2 separate regions of the Zea mays genome follow, and region 2 is linked to region 1. The links are chromatin contacts, called in public Hi-C maps. All regions are on one chromosome and are shown on one strand. The core of a region is the stretch at or near the end of the contact, and the rest is flanking DNA. Distances in the headings are between cores, read along the strand shown. Region 1 holds the start of LOC100275297. Region 2 holds the start of LOC100276294 (Zinc finger CCCH domain-containing protein 1).

Evidence for each region. Hi-C and Micro-C count contacts between places; a contact is called where the count stands out from the background.
Region 2: a contact with region 1 is called in a Hi-C map of ear, with 3 times the contacts expected there. The contact joins the promoter of LOC100276294 here to the promoter of LOC100275297 in region 1. A contact is called at or near these places in 5 of 25 Hi-C or Micro-C datasets (ear, leaf, leaf mesophyll and 2 more).

Annotation. Positions count from the first base shown.
Region 1 is chr8:17,971,385-17,974,799 of Zm-B73-REFERENCE-NAM-5.0, reverse strand. It overlaps LOC100275297, which reads left to right and starts at 1,329. Exons shown (of 5, transcript NM_001149412.3): 1 at 1,329-1,595; 2 at 1,724-1,772. The coding sequence starts at 1,431.
Region 2 is chr8:18,251,956-18,255,679 of Zm-B73-REFERENCE-NAM-5.0, reverse strand. LOC100276294 (Zinc finger CCCH domain-containing protein 1) reads left to right here and starts at 2,087. Exons shown (of 2, transcript NM_001150118.2): 1 at 2,087-2,763; 2 at 2,854-3,373. The coding sequence starts at 2,262. The coding sequence ends at 3,125.

The DNA of each region.
Region 1 (3,415 bases), core at 80-2,579:
TCTATGTGTGACAGTGACTTCTCAAAGGGTTAGAGCTAGTTTGGCTACTCTAGTATTAACCCCAATCCACATGTCTTAGGGTGGATTGGGGTATAACTTAAACTAATTTACACATCAATCCACCTTAACATATGTGTATTGGGATCAATACTATAGTAACCAAACAAAGCCTTAGTGTTACACTTCCTTGCCTTAACTCGCTCACTTTGCTGCCATCCTCACCCTGAGTGTGCTGCCCTAGCTTCTCAAGAGCATCGCCCTCTTCCAAATTGATTCATTTAAACCCAACGCCCTTCTTAGGCGTCTGTTGGAGTACTACACTGAATTGATTCATTTGAACCCAACGCCCTTCTCCACAATGCTATTTTCGCTCATCTTTGTGAGGCTTTTCTCGAGAGTCTCACTTGTTTTCCCCTTTACCAATATCATCTTTTCCTTTGTCGCCGCCCTACTAAAGAAAAACCTTTTGTTGCAGACAACATTGACGTTTAGTTGAGAGGCAATCACCGATATCTAGACTGCCCCTTCAAAACTTCTTGAAAAATCTGGCACAATATGGTTTTATATTGGGAACCATACTCTCCATCTTTGTGAGGTCCTAAACCAAATTTGTTGACTCGATAATTTTGGCCTCGAACCGGATTGTTGAAATGAAGCGACATAGAGATGTTTAAATGCACTAGAGAAGTAGAGATAATAGTTAGTGGCTAAAATAAGTTGAGACATCTAAACACCCTAGCTAATAATTCAACTATAAGCTATTTTTGGTAAATTAGTTAATAGTTAGGTAGCTATTTGTTAGCTAGACATTTTCACTAATAATTTTTAGTCAACTAAATATTAGTTCTAATGCATTCAAACACCTCTTGATTTTTAGTCAACTAACTATTAGTTAATGAAATGGAGGGCCAACCAAACCCTTATCTGAAACATTTTTTTAACACCCTGGAAACTTTCTAGAGGGGTGCTTTGTGGTATAATAACTTTTGTTTAAGTTTAGGAAGAAGCTGTGAAATTATGTGCGCACCTAAAAATCAGAAGGAGAGGAGCCAGTAACGAACGATTCGGGGAAGAGATGGGCCGCGTCGAAGCGGAGCCTTACCATCGCCAGACAAGAGGGCCGCTGTCCTCTTTGTAGACGCTTCCGCTTCGGCTGCTTGAATCGTCGGCTACGAGGTTGGGCTGAGCCGTCCCAGCGCCGGGTCCGTCAAGCCCACGCAGTATCATCACCCACGCGCGTAGGCCGTCGGGCCGGGCCTCTCCGCGTTCCTCGTTTCGCTAGCATAAGCAACCCGTCTGGACCCTCACCCGCCGCAACGCCGAGGAGACGAGAGGAGGGGAGGCGCGCCAGCGGAAGCGGAAACCTCGGGTGTCGTCGACCAACCTCGTCGATCCGGTTGCGACGCGGTGTGCTAGAATAACTACCGACCATGGTGGAGGAGGAGATCACCGAGGGCTTGAAGAACCTCACCGTCACCGGAGACGCGGCGGCTTCGGGCGGAGAAGGGCAGAGGAGGGGCGGCGGCATCAGCAGCAACCGCATCCAGGTGTCCAACACCAAGAAGCCCCTCTTCTTCTACGTAAACCTCGCCAAGGTACGGACGTACGGTTGCCCCTTCCCCCTACCCGCCGCCTCCTTCCGTGATGTTGATGTTCCTTCCCCACGTTTTCGGTTCCTGACTGCTTTGGTTGGTTGGTTGCTTGCTTGCTTCGGCTCGTGCAGAGGTATATGCAGCAGCACGGCGATGTGGAGTTGTCCGCTCTTGGAATGGGTGCGTCCCTGTAACAATCCCCTGTCCTTCTTCCTGATTATTTATTTACTATTTATCAGTGGTGGAGTTAATTTAGGCATGGCCGCTTGTCACCGATGTAATGCCTCTATCCGCGAATTTGGTCTATATTACTAAAGCATGCCGACATAACATAATATGATGTACAAGAAGCCTACTGCGGCGTGTAGTTGTTTTCTCTGTGTCTTTCAACGTTAGATCTGTGTTGGTTATTGCTAAAACCCTAACTTACATGACAGTTATGGGTCCCCTTGCTAGGGCTTATGAAAGGGCTCCGGCTCCGGCTCCGGCTTCTCAAGAAACCCTACCAAACAGGGTAAAAAAACGGCTTCTCCCCTGAATGAAGCCGCTAAGGAGGCCGAAAATTTTTAGCTTCTACCCATTAATCTTAGGGCTAGTTTGGAAACCCTATTTTTCTAAGGGATTTATATTTTTCCAAGAGTAAATGAACTAATTTCCCTTGGGAAAACGGAAATTCCTTGGAAAAATGGGGTTCCCAAACAAGGCCTTAGGGTTAGTGTGGGAATTCTATTTTTTCAAGTGATTTTTATTTTTCCAAGGAAAAATGAACTAATTTCCCCTTGAAAATGGAAATCCCTTGGGAAAATGAGGTTCCCAAACTAGCCCTTAGAAATACTCTTTGAAGCTGTTTTGTCAAATACTCCGTATTTTTTACATTGTTCTTTGGCTCCACCGGAGCAGCTACTACACCAGAGTAGCTAAATCTGAAGCCATTTTAGGAGAACCTGAAGCTTTACCAAACTGGCCCGTAGTATTCCTGGTTGGCATTTGCCTTGTGACACACAGAGCACAGCTTAGAATTCAGTCCTGCAACTTTGCAGATTTTTTGTTCAAAAAAAACATGCCAAGTTTGAGTCAAAGTGATATGCAATGCACTGTTGTCATTAGATGGCCATCATGCTCTGGCTGATCACAGAGAGACAGCCACTTCCACTTCGTGTTTGCCTGAGAACCATGGGTTTTAAGTTGTTGCCTGTGTCTAGACACAACAAAATGACGGCCCTGCTGCCTAACTAAGAACAACAAGAGACCAGGAAGGATGGGAAACCAACGTTACCAACCAACAAGACCGAGCATCTGCCCATGTCAATTGAGGCACTGGTGGCAAGCACACCTCTGTCATGGCAATGGAGGCACGATAGATCTTGACCTGAACAGAAGCTCAGCTGATCTGAGAGTGCACGGCTCAACGAGGGCCCAAGAAGCAGAAGGGAGGAGGAGCAGAGAAGTTGCAGGCAGCAGCATGCAAGGAGAAAATCGGAGAGACGGGAAACGAGTGACAATGCTGATAGTGGACGAGCGGCGACGAATGAATCGGGGAGGGGGAGTCCGGGAACCCTATAGGCAAATCAGGTGAGGGTTATAGAGGGTGGCTAGTGGACTGGGCCAGCCCCTTCTGCTCTCCTACGTCTCCTTTTCCCCCCCTTGTTTCCCTTTTCCTTTTCTTCCTTCATGATGTTGGCTTGCTGTTTTTCAGATTGGTATACATCATCATACCATGTTAATAACTACTTTGGGGTTTTGGATTTAGTTGTATGGATTTTTGATTTGCAGTCTCCTGTATTCAAAGTATTCATTAGAGATGCAGAAAAAGAAAAAAAACA
Region 2 (3,724 bases), core at 838-3,337, 280 kb before region 1:
GTTGCAGTCGACCGTTGCGCGCGAAGTAGCCGTTGCTCCGCTGGCTCACCGGACAGTCCGGTGAATTTTAGTGGAGCGGATTCCCGAAGCTGGCGAGTTCAGAGTCGCTCTCCCCTGGGGCACTGGACACTGTCTGGTGGTGCACCGGACAGTCTGGTGAATTATAGCGGAGCGCCTCTGGAAATTCCCGAAGGTGAGGAGTTCGGCTTGAAGTCCCCTGGTGCACCGGACACTGTCCGGTGCGCCAGACCAGGGCACACTTCGGTTATCCCTTGCTCTTTTTGTTGAACCCTTTTCTTGGTCTTTTTATTGCCTTTTTGAACCTTTGGCACCTGTAGAACTTATAGACTAGAGCAAACTAGTTAGTACAATTATTTGTGTTGGGCAATTCAACCACCAAAATCAATTAGGAAATAGGTGTAAGCCTAATTCCCTTTCACTATTCACTATCCTCTGCACCAGCCAACAGCACACTAAGTGCTTTTACCTCCGTTATTTCTCTGTTTGACTTCAACTTTTGGGAGGATTTTTCTTGAGACTTAAACAAACACATTTAGAGTATAATCCAATTGACTTGGTCCTAGAAACTTACCTCTTTCTTGTTCTTCTCCTAGCTTTTCTGTTTCTCCTCAAGGAGAGCTCAGAATGGCACTTTCTCTACAGAAAGAGTTAGAGAGCAAACCAAAGCACCAAACTTGTAGTAAAAGGTGTATGCAACATGGTTAAACACTCAAACCTTACATACTAAACCTTTTTCATCGTTTTACCCAATTTGGCATGTTTGAGGTCGATGTTGGACTCTAAACCATCAAATCAACTTGACTTGATCTAGATTGACATATCTGAGCTCCAACCCCCTTGTTCACTTCTCGAGCTTAATCTTGAGCCTTATGACTTACACCACATAACTGTAGATGTTACCTCAAAGGTTGTAAGTCATGTCCTTATGTAGTGATCCTTGATGCACCATAACTCTTTTTAACTCGATCAACCTTGACTTTGCAAGTCTTCTTCTTCACCCCTGGCTTTGGGTTCCTGGTCTCCTTGACCTTCTTCCGTGCACTCGGTACCTTGAAGCTCTTCTTGCCTCCATCCTTGGCTTGATCGGTTGTCTCTGAGTTACGCACACCGAGTCTCGCTTAAGCAATGTCCATCTTACTTGGTATGTTCATTATCTATAGATAATCCAGTCTTTGGACCATCACACTTGTTCACTTGTGTTGAACCCTATTATTTGCATTAAGCACCTGTTCAATACTTAGCACACTTGTTAGTCCTTTAATTGGGTTGTCATCCAAACACCAAAACCCACAAGAGAGCTTTCACATTGCAACCAAATGCACCCTAAATGGACCTAAATGGGCACCTGACTCATAAGCTAGAATCGGGCTGAGTTCATATCCACTGTTGCTCCCATAGTGTGCAGCGGGTATAGCCAGGTAGACCTGATCATGGATCACTCGATCCGACCAAACCAGACCCGGCCCGACACACCCAACCAATACAACGAGCGTATATGTGCCATAATTTTTGATCCGCAATAATTCACGGCCCGGATACTGGCCATGTTTTTTGACCCCAAAATCCGGCCCAAAGCTAAAAAAACTCCGACCTAGTCCAAAAAAATCTCACCCAACACATCAAATAGATAGACGCGGATCAATTCGACCCGACCTTATACTAGACACGGATCTGAGTATGAGCCATCCGAACCTACCCAAGTCTACAGCCAGGTAGGGCAAGCAGACCAAGTTACTGTACCCAAGTGCCCAACGACCACGCAGGGCCCATCTACCGCTTGGTTAAGCTCTGGGCCGGCAGAAGCCCAGGGCCAGCGGCTCGCCGTCGCCGACGTCCCAACGCAAAAACCGGCAGCACACCCCACCTTCCCCACTCCTCCCACACGTCGAGCACGAAAGCACGGAAACTGACGAGGCGTTTCCGTTTCCGGCATTCCTCGCACCACGTGCAATCGAGCCGGAACGAACCCCAAACAGTCCCAAATGCTCGATCCGGCGGATCGATCGCGTCCAATCTGGAGCCCGCCAGCGGATAATCCGGGCCTTGTGACCCGATCCCGACTGGCACGGGAAGCGTCGGCCCCCAAATCATCACTGCCTGCATCGTCTCGGCACGGCATCCCGGGCCGCCGCCTCCTCGTGTCTCGGCATAAATCTGCGGCCTCCATCCGTCCGGCGGCTGCTCCGATCACAGTACCAGCGCTAGGCCTAGGGTTTGGTGGTCTCAAGCGGACCGAGAACATGGAAAGGGAGCGCAACGCCGCCACCGCTGGTGCTGGCCGCTGGGAGGCGCCGGACGGGGTGATCGTGCTGCCCGTGGGGTCGGCGGCGCCGCAGCAGGGCCGCCAAAAGGAGCACCAGTACCAGCAGAGAAAGCGTGAGATGGAGCGGGAGCGGGAGCAGCAGGACCCGGGGGCGAGGGAGGGGGTTTTGGGGCTGGACCCGCAGCCGCCAGAGAAGGTGTACTACAAGACGAGGCTGTGCGAGAAGTTCGAGGCGGGCAAGTGCGCGTACGAGGGTGGGTGCACCTTCGCGCACGGCTCCGAGGAGTTGCGGCCGCCGCTGCCGCTGCCCCTGCTGACCTCGCTCGTCCGACGGAAGTCGCCGCTGCCGTCGTCGTCGCCAGGTGCCGCTGCCAGCAGCCCCCACGGTGGGTACTGCGTTAGGGTGTGCTTCGAGTTCAGGGACACGGGGGCCTGCCACCGTGGGGATAGGTGCGCCTTCGTCCACGCTTCCACGACAGGTACGAGCTTGTGCGCTCCACCTCCCTATACGTGTGCATGGCGGCCGGATGTTAATCTACCTCGTTCGTCGTCCCTGTGTTCTAGCGCAGAGATGCCCTTTCCTGGGGGGCCAAGGTCTATGGAGTATGCTCTGAGGAATTCGTCGTCGTATGCAAAGGCGTACTCGCCGGGGTCCACGGCCGCCGCGTACCGTAACAGCAGCAGCACCAGCACCAGCAACTATGCACCGGCTACCACAAGGGCGTTCCAATCCGTTTCTGCCGACGCGGCCGGAGAGGGCGGTTGCAAGGCCACCCGTCTGGAGCTCCTTGGTCGCAAGAAGATGAACGACATCTACGGCGACTGGCCGGAACAGGACTGAGAGCGCGTACCATGCATCACCTGCTCGATCGAAGCTACCATGTCTACCTTCCTGCCTTTGATCACCGTGATCGACAACATCCAGAATAATGAACTGAACAATCTGATGTTTCGATTTGAACTTATTTGAACATATTGTGCTTGTTCTTTGTTTCCTGCTGAATCCCTGCCTGTAATCCGTCTGATCAGACCTCTGCATTCCTGCCACCATTTCTACTTTCAATAATTTGAAGTGCTGTGCTGTTGCTTTCACTCCGAGCTATCTGTCGTCCTCTGTTGCCTTTGGGCCAAATGGTTCCATGGTTTCGACACGACCCATTGGGCTCCCACATCATTTCTTGTTGCGTGTGTGTGTGATGTTGTGCCAGTCAGAGGGGGGAGGACCGGGAGAGGAACAGAGAGTTGTGGGTCTGTGCATTTGCAGGGCGGTAGAATTGGATTCCAAGGACAAGGGGCAGAGGGTAGTGTTTGTTAGTTGTTACAACATGTCTAGCGTCTCCGCCACCCTGCACTTCGGCTTCTTCCCACAAGTAAGTTTTTCTTGCCTCGATTTGGATCTACACAACTGTTATTTCAGAAACCAGTTAGGGTGGGCTTATT